Regions from separate parts of the Mus musculus genome. Here regions 2 and 3 are each linked to region 1. A link is a contact called in public HiChIP or PLAC-seq and promoter capture Hi-C data. All regions are on one chromosome and are shown on one strand. The core of a region is the stretch at or near the end of the contact, and the rest is flanking DNA. Distances in the headings are between cores, read along the strand shown. Region 1 holds the start of Ttc32 (tetratricopeptide repeat domain 32). Region 2 has its middle 10 kb from the start of Gm33483. Region 3 has its middle 11 kb from the start of Gm33418.

Region 1 (3,910 bases), core at 630-3,129:
TACAACTTTTGCCCTTTATGCCACAGCTCGGTAGAATAAAGGAAAGAAGACTCTCAGTTGTACAGTGCTGGAAGCACACACGCTTCTCTGCACCCGACTGTGTCGTAGAGCTTGATTTCCTAAGGATTCATAGGAAAATCACCTCATCATCTGCTAGTTGTATTTTTGTATAAAATATATATTACAAAAGAAAATAAAAGTAAAGGGAGGGCTGGCATGTGCTCAGTGGTAGCATGCGTTCCAAGCCTGCGCAGGTCCTGGGTCCACTGTCAGTACTGGAAAAAAAAGATAATCCATACATCACAGTGCAACCAAGAGACAGTTTGATTCTTTTCACATAAGATTTACAGGTGTGAACTAATTTTTTTGTAGTTCCTGTCTGTTCATTTACCATTTATATAACTTATAGTTTGTGGCAAATTACCACAGAACTAGTTCTCTCTTGCCAAGGTTACCAGTTGGTTAGAGACCCCTTGGGAGGTAGCTGGGGATGGCAGAGGGTAGGAGGGGCTGCCTTGAAGCAGAGAACAGACATGACCTGGGTTCAGGGAGGCTCAGCAGCGGCTTAGGACATGAGCTCTGTTTCTACTTAAGGTTAAATTTCTGTATGTTCATAAATGAGGAAATGGCATTTTAAGACTTTTTATTATTTGAAGTTTTAAAGACTACAAGCCTCATTCAAGAGGAAGCATTTGGTCTCTTTTCTTTGTAATAAACATGAATTAACTGATTTTGAGTAATGCTGTAGTTATCATCAAGCTTATCCCGAGCTATGCCATGGTTCAGAGTACTCTAGTGGCCTAAATGTGACCCCAGCAGCCACAGCATGCACTAATGTGGCCGGTCCCAGCATTCTGGTAAGCAGTGTACCTGCACAGGCACTGCCGACCTCTCTCATCTGCCATACACAGCTCATTATATTTTGCTGAAATGTACTTTAAGATCACTTTTCTGACCGGGCAGTGGTGGCACATGCTTTTAATCCCAGCACTTGGGAGGCAGAGGCAGGGAGATTTCTGAGTTCGAGGCCAGCCTAGTCTACAGAGTGGGTTCCAGGACAGCCAGGGCTACACAGAGAAACCGTGTCTCGAAAAAACAAAACAAATCACTTTTCTTTATTCTCAGAGCTCAGATCAAAAGTTTTTCTGAGACATTATTTGAAATAAACATGAAAACAAATTCTGAAGGGAAAAAAGGACGTTTATCCCATGTTTCCTTCCACTATAATGTAGGGAAATGTGGCATTTGCATTGTCTTCACATCCACAGACACATCCTCGGACACACACAGAGACATACACAGAATATATATCACATGGGAGAAAAAGCTAAGTCTTTTTAGGAAAATATACAGTGACTGAAGTGGCAGAGAATTGTTACCATAGAGACTACAGAAAGTTCACACTCAGAAACATGGACAAATTTGTTTCAAAGTAACAGAATATTAACTCTGTTGCCATAGCTCTAGACGCTTATTTTGGGTATCTAAAATGAAAACAGCAATATTATGTTGCCCTCTACTGTCTGCTTCTATAATTATTTTCTAAAAAAAAATTTTTTAAAGACTTCTTTATTTACTATGTATACAGCATTCTGCCTGGATATATGCGCACCACCACCGCCCGGCCATGGGCACTGTCTGTCTGTCTATCTATCATCCATCTAATCTAATCTAATCTAATCTAATCTAATCTAATCTAATCTAATCTAATCTAATCTAATCTAATCTAATCTAATCTAATCTAATCTAATCTAATCTAATTATGTATACACATGTCACAAAGATTTAAATTCTCTTAATTTCCCGCGAACGGCGTCAGGCGCTACCAGTTGTCTCGCGATACTACGGGTCTTCAAACAGGACAAACGTCCTTTTCCTTTAGCCAACGAAGTCCCGTGAGCGGTAGCTGTGGTTCCGCTTCCACCCGGGTGAGGCGGTCATGGCCTTGCGGCCAGGCCGAGAGGGCGGAGAGAGCTCGGCCGCCCTGGCCACGGCGCAGGCTCGCTTCTCCAGGGGCGAGTTTGCCGAGGCCCGGGAGCTGTACTCCGCCTTCATTGGCCAGTGCGCGCGTCACGGGAGGTAACTATCGCGAGAGCGGGCTGGGCGCGTGGGTGGTCCCCGAGCCACGCGCGGACCGCGGAGTCCTGGGCTGCCGCTTGGTTTCCCCAGAAAAGATCCCCTCCGAGCCCTGTCCTTCGGGGAGGGGACGCCTTGGTCTCCGCAGAGGCCCAGGCGGCAGGAAGCCGCTGTTCTGGGCAGGGAAGGTGGTCGTCCTCGGAACCACAGCGACGCCTTTGTGTTCCGGACGCGAAGGTTCCGGTTCAGCACCCGCTTAAGCTAAGCACAGTCGCTGCACCCAGCTGTCCCGTTAGTGTTTACCACGACGTCACAGCACACTCCTGAAGTTAAGGGTTGTTAATGTGACACCGCTAGAACATCACAAGAGTCCTTTCTGTAGAATATCAAGCCAGCGATGAAACGTTTATTGCCCAGTACAGTTCTTTGTTACTTTGATATTTGAGTTCGAGCAGCTTATCAAGATGTGCACTCTGACCCCTCTATTCCCACTACGCTTTGAGTCTTTAGAAAACGGGGTTGTATGTCGAGCCAAAATCTGATAATTATAAAAATTTTGACATTTAGGGGTCTTGGTTGCATTCTGTTTTCTGCCAGTTAAGGAATTAAAAGGCAGTAAAACTCTCAAGCCAGGCAGGTAGCAGCGGAGGAGGAGGAGGTGGTGGAGGAGGAGGAGGGTGCCACGACTAAGTACAGCTTATGAGAGAATCCGCTAATGAGGAAAGGTTTCCTAGGGGTGAGAAAACTTGAGTGGGCAAACAGATAAAACCCTCGGCAAAGCGGAAGAGGATTTCAGGAACCCGCAGATCCACTCCTTTGAGGGTTTAAGGAACTGAGGGTTGGTCAGTTTGAGCACAGAGCCCTAAGCATGTCCGATCCAGCTTTGAACTTGTGTAGTAGTAGCATAGCAGAGCCATCAGCGGGGGTGGGGTGGGGTGGGGGGCTCTATTGGTGAAAAAAAAGTAGAAAAGCCTTTTTAGGCTGCCGGGTTTTTGTTTCCGGTCAGCCGGGTCAGGAAGAAGCAGGTCAGGTTGGCAGTTCACTATATTTATTATCTAGTCTCAGCTCCTCTCTTGATACATCTGCTTATCAGGGAGTCTTACTCTTAGCCCCTCCGTATTGTTTGTCCCAATGTCTCTGTATTGGTTGTGAATTGGTCGTTAAACCGGGAGAATCGATCCAACTCTGCAGGTTCACAATTCCACTGTAATAGAGTGAAGTCTTTTACTCTTTGTGATATTCACAGCCTGGCTATCTTCTGTGCTAATGCCTGCACATGTAGCATTAGTTACTTCAAGATTTGCCTTTGTTGCGCTTATGTAATGTGTGGAGTGAACACAGAGAAACAGAGAAACTGGGAATTTCTCTCTCTCTCTCTCTCTCTCTCTCTCTCTCTCTCTCTCTCTCTCTCTTTGTGTAGCCCCAGCTGTCATGAAACTCCCTCTACATACCAGGCTGCCCTTGAATGCAGAGATCCACCTGCCTCTGCCTCCCAAGTGCTGAGATTACAAGCTGTAGTACTGGACCTGGAAGATCTTTATAGTAGACTGCAAGCTTGTCTTTGCATGAGATCTAATACAGAAGACTATTTGTTTGTAAGACTTAAATGGAATTAAGCCAGAGAGGCAAAATTGCTTTTTCATTTTAGTACTACATTATCATAAAAGTTAACAGAAATTTCTTTTTTTTTAATAAAGTGTTTTTGTCTTTGATAATCCTCACCTCCCACTACTCACCTTAATTCCTCTCGCCTCTACCCCCACTTCCCTTCCCCCCCCTTTTTTTTTTAAAGTTACCAAATCCCATGTTGTGCTGCCCCAGTTATTCATAGATA
Region 2 (3,615 bases), core at 240-2,739, 160 kb before region 1:
CTCCTCCTCTAGCTCCTCGAGGCTGCCTGGGTTTTCTGGCCACAGCAAAGGGCTATGCTAATTGTAGATTAGAAGGAAAACTTGATAAAGCTCTATCATATGTTTTTAAGAGTTAGGTGTTAGATACCAGGTAGATAAAACTAATATGAATCTGTCCTTAATCCAACATTTCTGTGTCTATGTATACATGAAAAATAATTCATATACATGATTATTTATGATATAATATTTGTAATAGTAAGCAATTTAAAAATCAGTATCCAGCACTATAGGCAACTGGCTGACCAGAGCATTTCTATGCTAATACTATGCAGTTGACTGGAATGTTCCTCGTGATTTGGAATGAGCTTCAAGGTGTCAAATGAGAAAAGGGATGACTATTGTGTGACCACTCATGTAAGAGAGTGTGTGCCTGTGTGTATGTGTGCATGTATGTGTACAAATTTGTTAAGATAGTAAGTAAGATAGGGTGTTCCTCTGGGGAGGCGCATGAAGTAGACCTTTGGAATTTGACACTCTTTTAAAGCACTTCAGAATAATGAGAACAAATACCTGAGTGAATGAAGCAGTTGTTGTAGACTCTGGCTGTGATGACATGAGGTGACTTCCGTTCCATTACTCCCATCCTTACTATGCTCACCCCTGCCCAAGACAGACTTAGTGCTTCTCTGAGCCCTCACAATACAGAGCACATACCGCTATCCATTTGTGTCATAACTGTCTGTTTCTATGCCTGTCTGCTCTACTGGACCACACACAACTCCAGGGAAAGCTTTCTGCCTCTAACAGGCCCTTGGCATGTAATGGGTAGGAATCCATAAATGACTGATGGATTCACAGGAATACATTAAGGAGAAGAGCAAAGTCTTTTTTCTAGAAGTCCCTGGGCCCATAGTGTGAGAAGCATCGTGTAGGAACATTTCAGTGACAAGAGCCTGCACTGGACAAAGACACTGTACTCTGGAGGGTTGTGGGAAAGGTATCTGACATGGTTTGAATCTGAAAGTCCCACAGGCTCATGTATTTGACCAATTGGTCCCCAGCTGGTAGTGCTGTCTGTTACAGCTGTGGAAACTTTAGGTGTCAGGTCCTAGCTGGAGGGAGTCGGCTGCTGAGAGCTGGACCTCTTATGGCCCAGTCTCAGTTCTGATCCAAAGCTGTCCAATTCCTGATCCATGGAGATGTGAGAAAGTACCCTCATGTTCCTGCCATCACAGCTAAGAGCTAGTTCCAGCACCCAGTCTTCTCTGCCATGATGGATGGTTTGTTCTTGAACAGTGAGTTGAAATCAGTCTCTCTTCCCCACTGAAAGTAACTAAACCAATATCCTTGAGCCAGCCGAGATAGAGTCACAGCTAGGAGGTGGTGTCCAAGCATCCCAAAAGGTGTCGGTTGCTAAGGATGAAGCATAAAGGTTGCAACAGAGGGATCCCGCATAATAAGGCAGGGAAAATAGGGGAAACCCAGACTTGCCTGGGCAGGCAGGTAAAGCTGCTCGCTTGATTCACTTCTCCCTGAGGCAGGTTGAAGGGCATGACCTTTTCCTACTGAAACGCAGGCCTTAGCATCAGAATCCTGCTGGGAAGTGTCAAGGACACCAGAGCCTAACCTTCAGCGGCTTGGTCAACTCACAGAGGTGGAGCTGGGCAGCCAGCCAGCCCCCTGCATCATTCTCCAGCTCAAAGTCACCTTCAAGGAGTACAGACAACAACAACAACAACAACAACAAACAACACCCTTGGCCTACCCGGTCTTCCAAGGAAGGTTCTATTTGGGAGCTCCAAATTCATCGCTGCAGCCCAGTGGTTTTCAATCTGTGGGGGTCGCATATCAGATATTTACATTCCGACTTGTAACAGTATCATTATAGCTAGGAAGTAGCAATGAAATAATTTCATGGTTGGGGTCACCAAAACATGAGGAACTGTATTAAAGGGCCACAGCATTAGGAAGGATGAGAACCACTGAGCTAGCATAAATGGCTCAAGGGACTCCACAGGATTCTTGGTTCCTGTTACAAGAGAACAGAGCAATCATGTGTAACATCTGGATGTGCTATTTCCCTACTGTGAAACTAACTCAGTGATAGGAACACTGGGCTTAGCGTTATCTCCTGATAAACAAGCTGAACACATTCTTTATACTGGAGCTTAAGAAGTGTGAAGTATCAAAGGGAGGACTGTTATTCAAGGCAGAGGTCCTTGAGTGCTATTGATTTGGGGTTTTGTTTGTTTGCTTTACCACCCCAGTTGTGCTAATAACAACAGAGCCTGCTCCCTTATGCCCATCCCCTGCAGTGGAGCTGGCCCGCCGGAGAAGTAGGTACACAGCTCAGAGCTGGCCAGTCAGAGAACTCCATGTCTCTAGTCATAAGGATTGGTTCCGAATTGCACGCGTGCCTTCATACTGGGCCAATCAAAGTCCTTGACGATTTTTCTGGTGGCGCTCTTGAGGATGCTCCACGCTAAAGTCAGTTTGGTCTCTGATCTGGTAAGAATGTACTTGGGAAACAGGAGCAGATACAAAGCGCTATGGACATTTCTCTGGACTCTGGATGCATCACTACCTGAAGCCAGGTCAGCTGTGAGTGCATCCTGAAAGGCCAGATTTATCGTGTCTTTAAGATAACAAAAACAAAACAAACAAAACAAAAAACCAAAAACTGCAAAATCTTTCATCGTTTTCACTATCCCATGTTTCGTTGAGGCCCAGGTGGCAGCCTCTTCTTCCAAGACATCTACCCAAACCAAGCTATTATGTAGAATATGCCGTTTGGCCTGCATCCCCCTCATACTGCTTTGTGTTTAAGGTTATAATTGGGGGAGGGGGTGGGGGAGGGGGAGGTAGAAGTTTCTAGATACTGTAGTTCCTTCCAAGTAGCAGAGGAGTCCTAAAGCTAGGAGTGTCATGGTGGTTGTAAAGGTCTGTGCACTGGGGTCACTGACCGGGCAGAGGCAGGGTTGGGAGAAGGTGTGAAATGTGTCGCTGTGCGTGCGTGCGTGAGTGAGTGTGTGTGCATGTGTGCATGCGCGTGCATGCCTGCAGAGACGGCCTGCGTGTCTATGTGTGTGGTTAGTGAGGACAGGAGAACTGAGCAGAAAGACAGGGTCTTCAGGCATCAGGACCAGTTTAGAGACACGTTTCTGCATGGCTAGCAAGCACCCTGGAGCCCAGGTTTGTGTGGTGATGGCCTCAGCAATGCCCTCTGTATATATTGGGTTCAGACCTCCTTTACATTTACTGTCATAGCTCAGCTTTATCTCGTCACCTATAGAGACTAGGGTTTACTTATTGCTGACTCCCCAGCTTCTATATAGGCCAGTATAATTCCAGACATAAGAGTTATAGATAATGGAATAACTGAAAGAAAAAAACAGATAATAGGGTCCCTCTGATGGGCGGGCTAGATTATTCTCTTCTGTGCATCCCAGAGAGGAAGAAGGGAGCCCTGTCTGTAGTCTGTGTCAGCGCTCCCTGTCTCCTCTCCCTCTTCCCCCCTCACCCTACTGACTCTGCTTCTGTCTCCTCTGAACCACCTTCTTCTCCTCTGACTCAGTTTAGGCATGCCGTCCCCATGAAGCCTTCCCATGCACATGTTTTGAAGAGGTGTCCCTC
Region 3 (3,908 bases), core at 961-3,460, 190 kb before region 1:
GAGGTCTAGAAGACCTAAGCATATCATGTATGGAAAATGTAAACACAGAAGAAACTCAATAAGATATACATATTAATAACACAAGCCCATAAAACAGTGATTCTCAACTTGTGGATTATGACCCATTTAGGGGTTGAGTGGCTCTTTCACAGGGGTGACCTAAGACCATCAGAAAATACAGATTATGATTCATAACAATGGCAAAATCACAAAGTAGCAATGAAAATAATTGTATGGTTGAGGATCACCACAAAGTGAGGAACTATATTAAAGGGTCACAGCATCAGGAAGGTTGAGAACCACTGCTGATAGAGAAGACAAGACATTGACTACTGTCTTCAAGTCAGTCTTGTACATGTGAGGTCGGGGAGGCAGAGAGCCACAGCGCCAGGAAGCTGGTGTAACACCACCGCTCCTCTTTATGCCCACCCAGGCTGAGCCCCAGCAGTCCTGAAGCATCAGTCCTGTTGGCCAGTGTACTGCAAAACTGGAAGCTTGTCTCCAAACTGTGGGATTTTAGGCTCTGGGCCTTTAAGAGATGGGTCTGGGGACTCTAGCTATTTACGTCTGTCAGTGCTGTCTTCCAGATGTAGGTGAGGTGTCAGGGAACTGGATTAGTGCCCCAGAGAATGAGCGCTTATGAATCAAGTTTGAGTGTCTCTTCAGGTTCGTGTACCTGTGCCCCAGTGCCCTGGGCACAGGACCTGTGCCCTGACTACAGGCCCTTACAGGCCCATACAAGGTTGCCGCCTGCTCTTTGCGGTGCTGCTGCAGTGCTGTGATAAGGCCAGGGAGACTCTGGGTGCCTGTACTGTGATGTTGTGCACCTCCTGCCATCAGAACCGTCTGTCAGAGATAAGTTACCCACCCCAGGTATTTTGTTGTAACAACACAGAGCAGGGTAAGTTCCTTTAAACCTCTGCTGTTTTGAGAGCCTTTCTAATAAGCATTTTTTTGATAATTTCGTTTTCAGTTCCTCTGAATACATTTCCATAAAAATAGCTCACAGGTTTGAGCTCTGTTAAGACTCTACTTTTTCTGAGTTCCAGGACAGCCAGCGCTATACAGAGAAACCCTGTCTCGAAACAAAACAAAACAAAACAAAAGAGTTTACTTTTTCATTCAACTCATTTTTCTTATGTCTTTAAAAAAGTTTGCTGCATATTAATTGTATAAAATAATAGGTTTTGCTATGATATTTTTATGTACTCAAAGTATATAACATTGATCATACTGGCAGCCCATTCACTCCCTCTTGCTCCCACTTCTCTATCTCACCAATCCTTTCTCTTTCCAGTCTTCCTCCCTCCCTCCCTCCTTTTCTCCCTCCCTCGTTTCCTTCCCTCCCTCCCTTTCTCCCTCCATCCCCCTCTCTCCCTCCCTTCCTCCCTCCTTCCTTCTTTCGTTCCTGTCGGTCTTCCTAGACTGGGTAGTCTGTGAGCCCCTGGTATCCACTTAACCCTTCTCCAGTACTGGGACTGCAGACTCCTGCAACTGTGCTCAGTCGTAGCATAGTACAGACGCTTTACATCGGTACACTTGTTCCTTTGTTTCTTTATTGGGGGAGCACCTGCATATGGGAGACAACTTGTGAGAGTCAGTTCTCTCCTTCTACCATGTGGTCCTTGGGGACTGATCTCAGATTGTCAGGTTTGGTGGCAAGCACCTTTACTCCCTATGCCATCTCACAGGCCTGTCTCCCAGCTTTTCCATGGGTTCTGAGGCTTTGAACTCATGTCCTCATACTTGCACGGTAAGCACTTAACCCACAGAGCCATAGCTCTAGCCCTACTGCTACAGGAGCATGCCCAGCAGTCACAGAATTGCAGACCTTTATAGACAAATAGACAATATCATATATCTCCCGTATTATGCACGTGCATGCGTACCTCAGAGATATGGCAAGTTTCATCCCAGACAACCAAAGTTAGACAAACATGGAGGTAAAATGAGTCACATCCGGTTATGTTTGTGTTAGACTATAATCTGTGAAGCGAGCAATAGCATTACGTCTAAAGAAACAACATCTAGAACCTAATTAAGACTGCTTTACTGCTGAACTGGGAGACAGCTCAGTTGGTAAAATGTTTGCATTACAGGGATTAGGACCTGAGTTTGTACCTGGAACCCATATAAAAGCTGGGTGAGGTATCCGGTGTCTGCAACCCTTGTTGGGGTGTAAGAGGTAGGTGGATCCCCGTGGTTTAGGTGCCAGCCAGCCTAGCCAAGAGGTGAGCTCCAGGTTCACCTGCGAGACCCTAGACTAAAAAATGTAAGATATAGGGAGAGTGATTGAGAAAGTCACTATCTACCCATTGGCTCCATGCCCACGTGCACACGCCCATTCTCTCTCTCTCTTTCTCTCTCTCTCTTCCTCTCTCTCTCTCTCTCTTTCTCTCTCTCTCTCTCTCTCTCTCTCTCTCTCTCTCTCTCTCTCTCTCTCACACACACACACACACACACACACACACACACACACACGAGAAACCACTTTTTATGGCCATGCGTAAAAAGCAACTCCCTATTTGAGTTTTATGACAAAACCACAGTAACCAAGTCCCAGCCTTAGATGCCACTTCTAACTTTAGCTGTCACCCTTTTCCTCCGCAGCTGCAGCCACTTCCGCCACTGAAGCATCTGTAAGGCTGGAGTCAACTTCTTCCCAGACCTTCCCGACGTTGCAGTTTGACATTCAACATGATTTTTATTTTATTTTGGTTGCAGCATCTCACACTCTATGAACCATTTCCACCAAGCTTCCTAATCCTAGGTCCGTGAGAGGGATGGCTATTTATGGCACCTACAGCCTTATTAAATGTGTTTATTTCTTACATCATAAGATTTGGGAGTCGCCATCACTCCTTAATCCTTGGGATGTACATGTCGTGTTAGCACACACAAAAGCAACTATGTTATAGTAGAAGCCTGCCAGGGTTCTTGGGTGACTGGGTCTATTGTCAGATTTTAAGAATAACCTTTCCTGACCCCAAGCGACAGACTTCAATAGTGGCTTAGAATATTCAGTAGGCCATGTTGCAAGCAGATGTCCTGTCTTCCAGGCTTTGTTGTTCCACAGAGAGAGCACAGGGACACTAGATTTCATGTAATTCATTTCTTAACATTTATTTATTTATGTATTTAATTTTTTATTGAGGATGTGGCTGTGTTTACACACACACATGTGCATGCCACATCTCATGTGTGGAGGTCAGATGGCAACTTCTCTGTTCTTTCTTTCTACCATGTACGCTTCAGGGATTGAGCTCAAGTTCAGATCATCAGGCTTGGTGACAGGGGCCTTTACCTACTGAGCCATCTCCTTGTGATTCTTCTTATTCTTCTTTAATATTTGTATTAAATATTAATATTTGTATTAGTGTGTGTGCGCGTGTGTGCGCGCGCATGTGTGTGCGCGAGTGTGTGTATGTACGCGTGCGTGTGTGTGTGTGTGTGTGTGTGCGTGTGTGTGCATGTGTGCGTGCGTGCATGTGCGCGAGTGTGTGTGTGTGCATGTGTGCGTGTGTGTGTGTGTGCATATGTGCGTGTGTGCCTGTGTGTGTGCGTGTGTGCGTGTGTGCATGCGTGTGCGTGTGTGCGCGTGTGCGCGCCTGCGCATGCACTTGCGCGAACACACAGCTCACAGATGCAAGAAGAGAGTATGGGATCCCCTAGAGCCAGAGTTATAGTTACAGCCAATTATGAGACTCTTGCCACCATGTGAGTGCTAGGAACCAAGCTCAGGTCCTCTGTAAGAGTAGCCAGAGCTATTAAACTACGAGGCCATCTCTCCACCCGCTGGACAGCAATTCTTAAGGGCCATGGGATTGAGGGACCGGTACATGAGCACTTTCTTCAGTGTTGTGATGACAGTTGTATTGGCTCCTAACAAGAGTCAGTTTGTCCTGTGA

The links. Promoter capture Hi-C pulls out the DNA fragments that hold promoters and counts their contacts. HiChIP or PLAC-seq counts read pairs in DNA pulled down with a chosen protein or histone mark.
Region 2: an H3K27ac HiChIP or PLAC-seq map of embryonic stem cells shows a contact between it and region 1, with 2.8 times the contacts expected there. The contact joins the enhancer-like site here to the promoter of Ttc32 in region 1. A contact is called at or near these places in 7 of 39 promoter capture datasets (the 3T3-L1 cell line, the C10 cell line, HPC-7-derived erythroid cells and 3 more), 1 of 484 Hi-C or Micro-C datasets (the HL-1 cell line), 5 of 115 datasets of contacts at active chromatin or transcription factors (embryonic stem cells, large pre-B cells and pancreatic cancer cells) and 2 of 9 other capture datasets (adipose tissue and liver).
Region 3: a promoter capture Hi-C map of pre-B cells shows a contact between it and region 1, with 2.3 times the contacts expected there. The contact joins the enhancer-like site here to the promoter of Ttc32 in region 1. A contact is called at or near these places in 2 of 39 promoter capture datasets (the C10 cell line and pre-B cells), 2 of 115 datasets of contacts at active chromatin or transcription factors (large pre-B cells and memory CD8 T cells) and 2 of 9 other capture datasets (adipose tissue and liver).

The regions. Positions count from the first base shown.
Region 1 is chr12:9,028,118-9,032,027 of GRCm38.p6, forward strand. It overlaps Ttc32 (tetratricopeptide repeat domain 32), which reads left to right and starts at 1,880. Exons shown (of 3, transcript NM_029321.2): 1 at 1,880-2,079. The coding sequence starts at 1,940. It overlaps Wdr35 (WD repeat domain 35), which reads left to right. Exons shown (of 27, transcript NM_001159527.1): 27 at 1-730. The coding sequence ends at 39.
Region 2 is chr12:8,867,307-8,870,921 of GRCm38.p6, forward strand. No RefSeq gene overlaps it. Among named protein-coding and RNA genes, the nearest start is that of Gm33483, 10 kb to the right of the region's middle. Within about 2 kb of position 1,490, at least 10 of the 459 cell types and tissues checked have an H3K27ac peak or open chromatin away from gene starts, as enhancers often do. A contact at or near this core is called in embryonic stem cells, where this site is marked.
Region 3 is chr12:8,840,336-8,844,243 of GRCm38.p6, forward strand. No RefSeq gene overlaps it. Among named protein-coding and RNA genes, the nearest start is that of Gm33418, 11 kb to the left of the region's middle. Within about 2 kb of position 2,211, at least 37 of the 459 cell types and tissues checked have an H3K27ac peak or open chromatin away from gene starts, as enhancers often do. A contact at or near this core is called in memory CD8 T cells and pre-B cells, where this site is marked.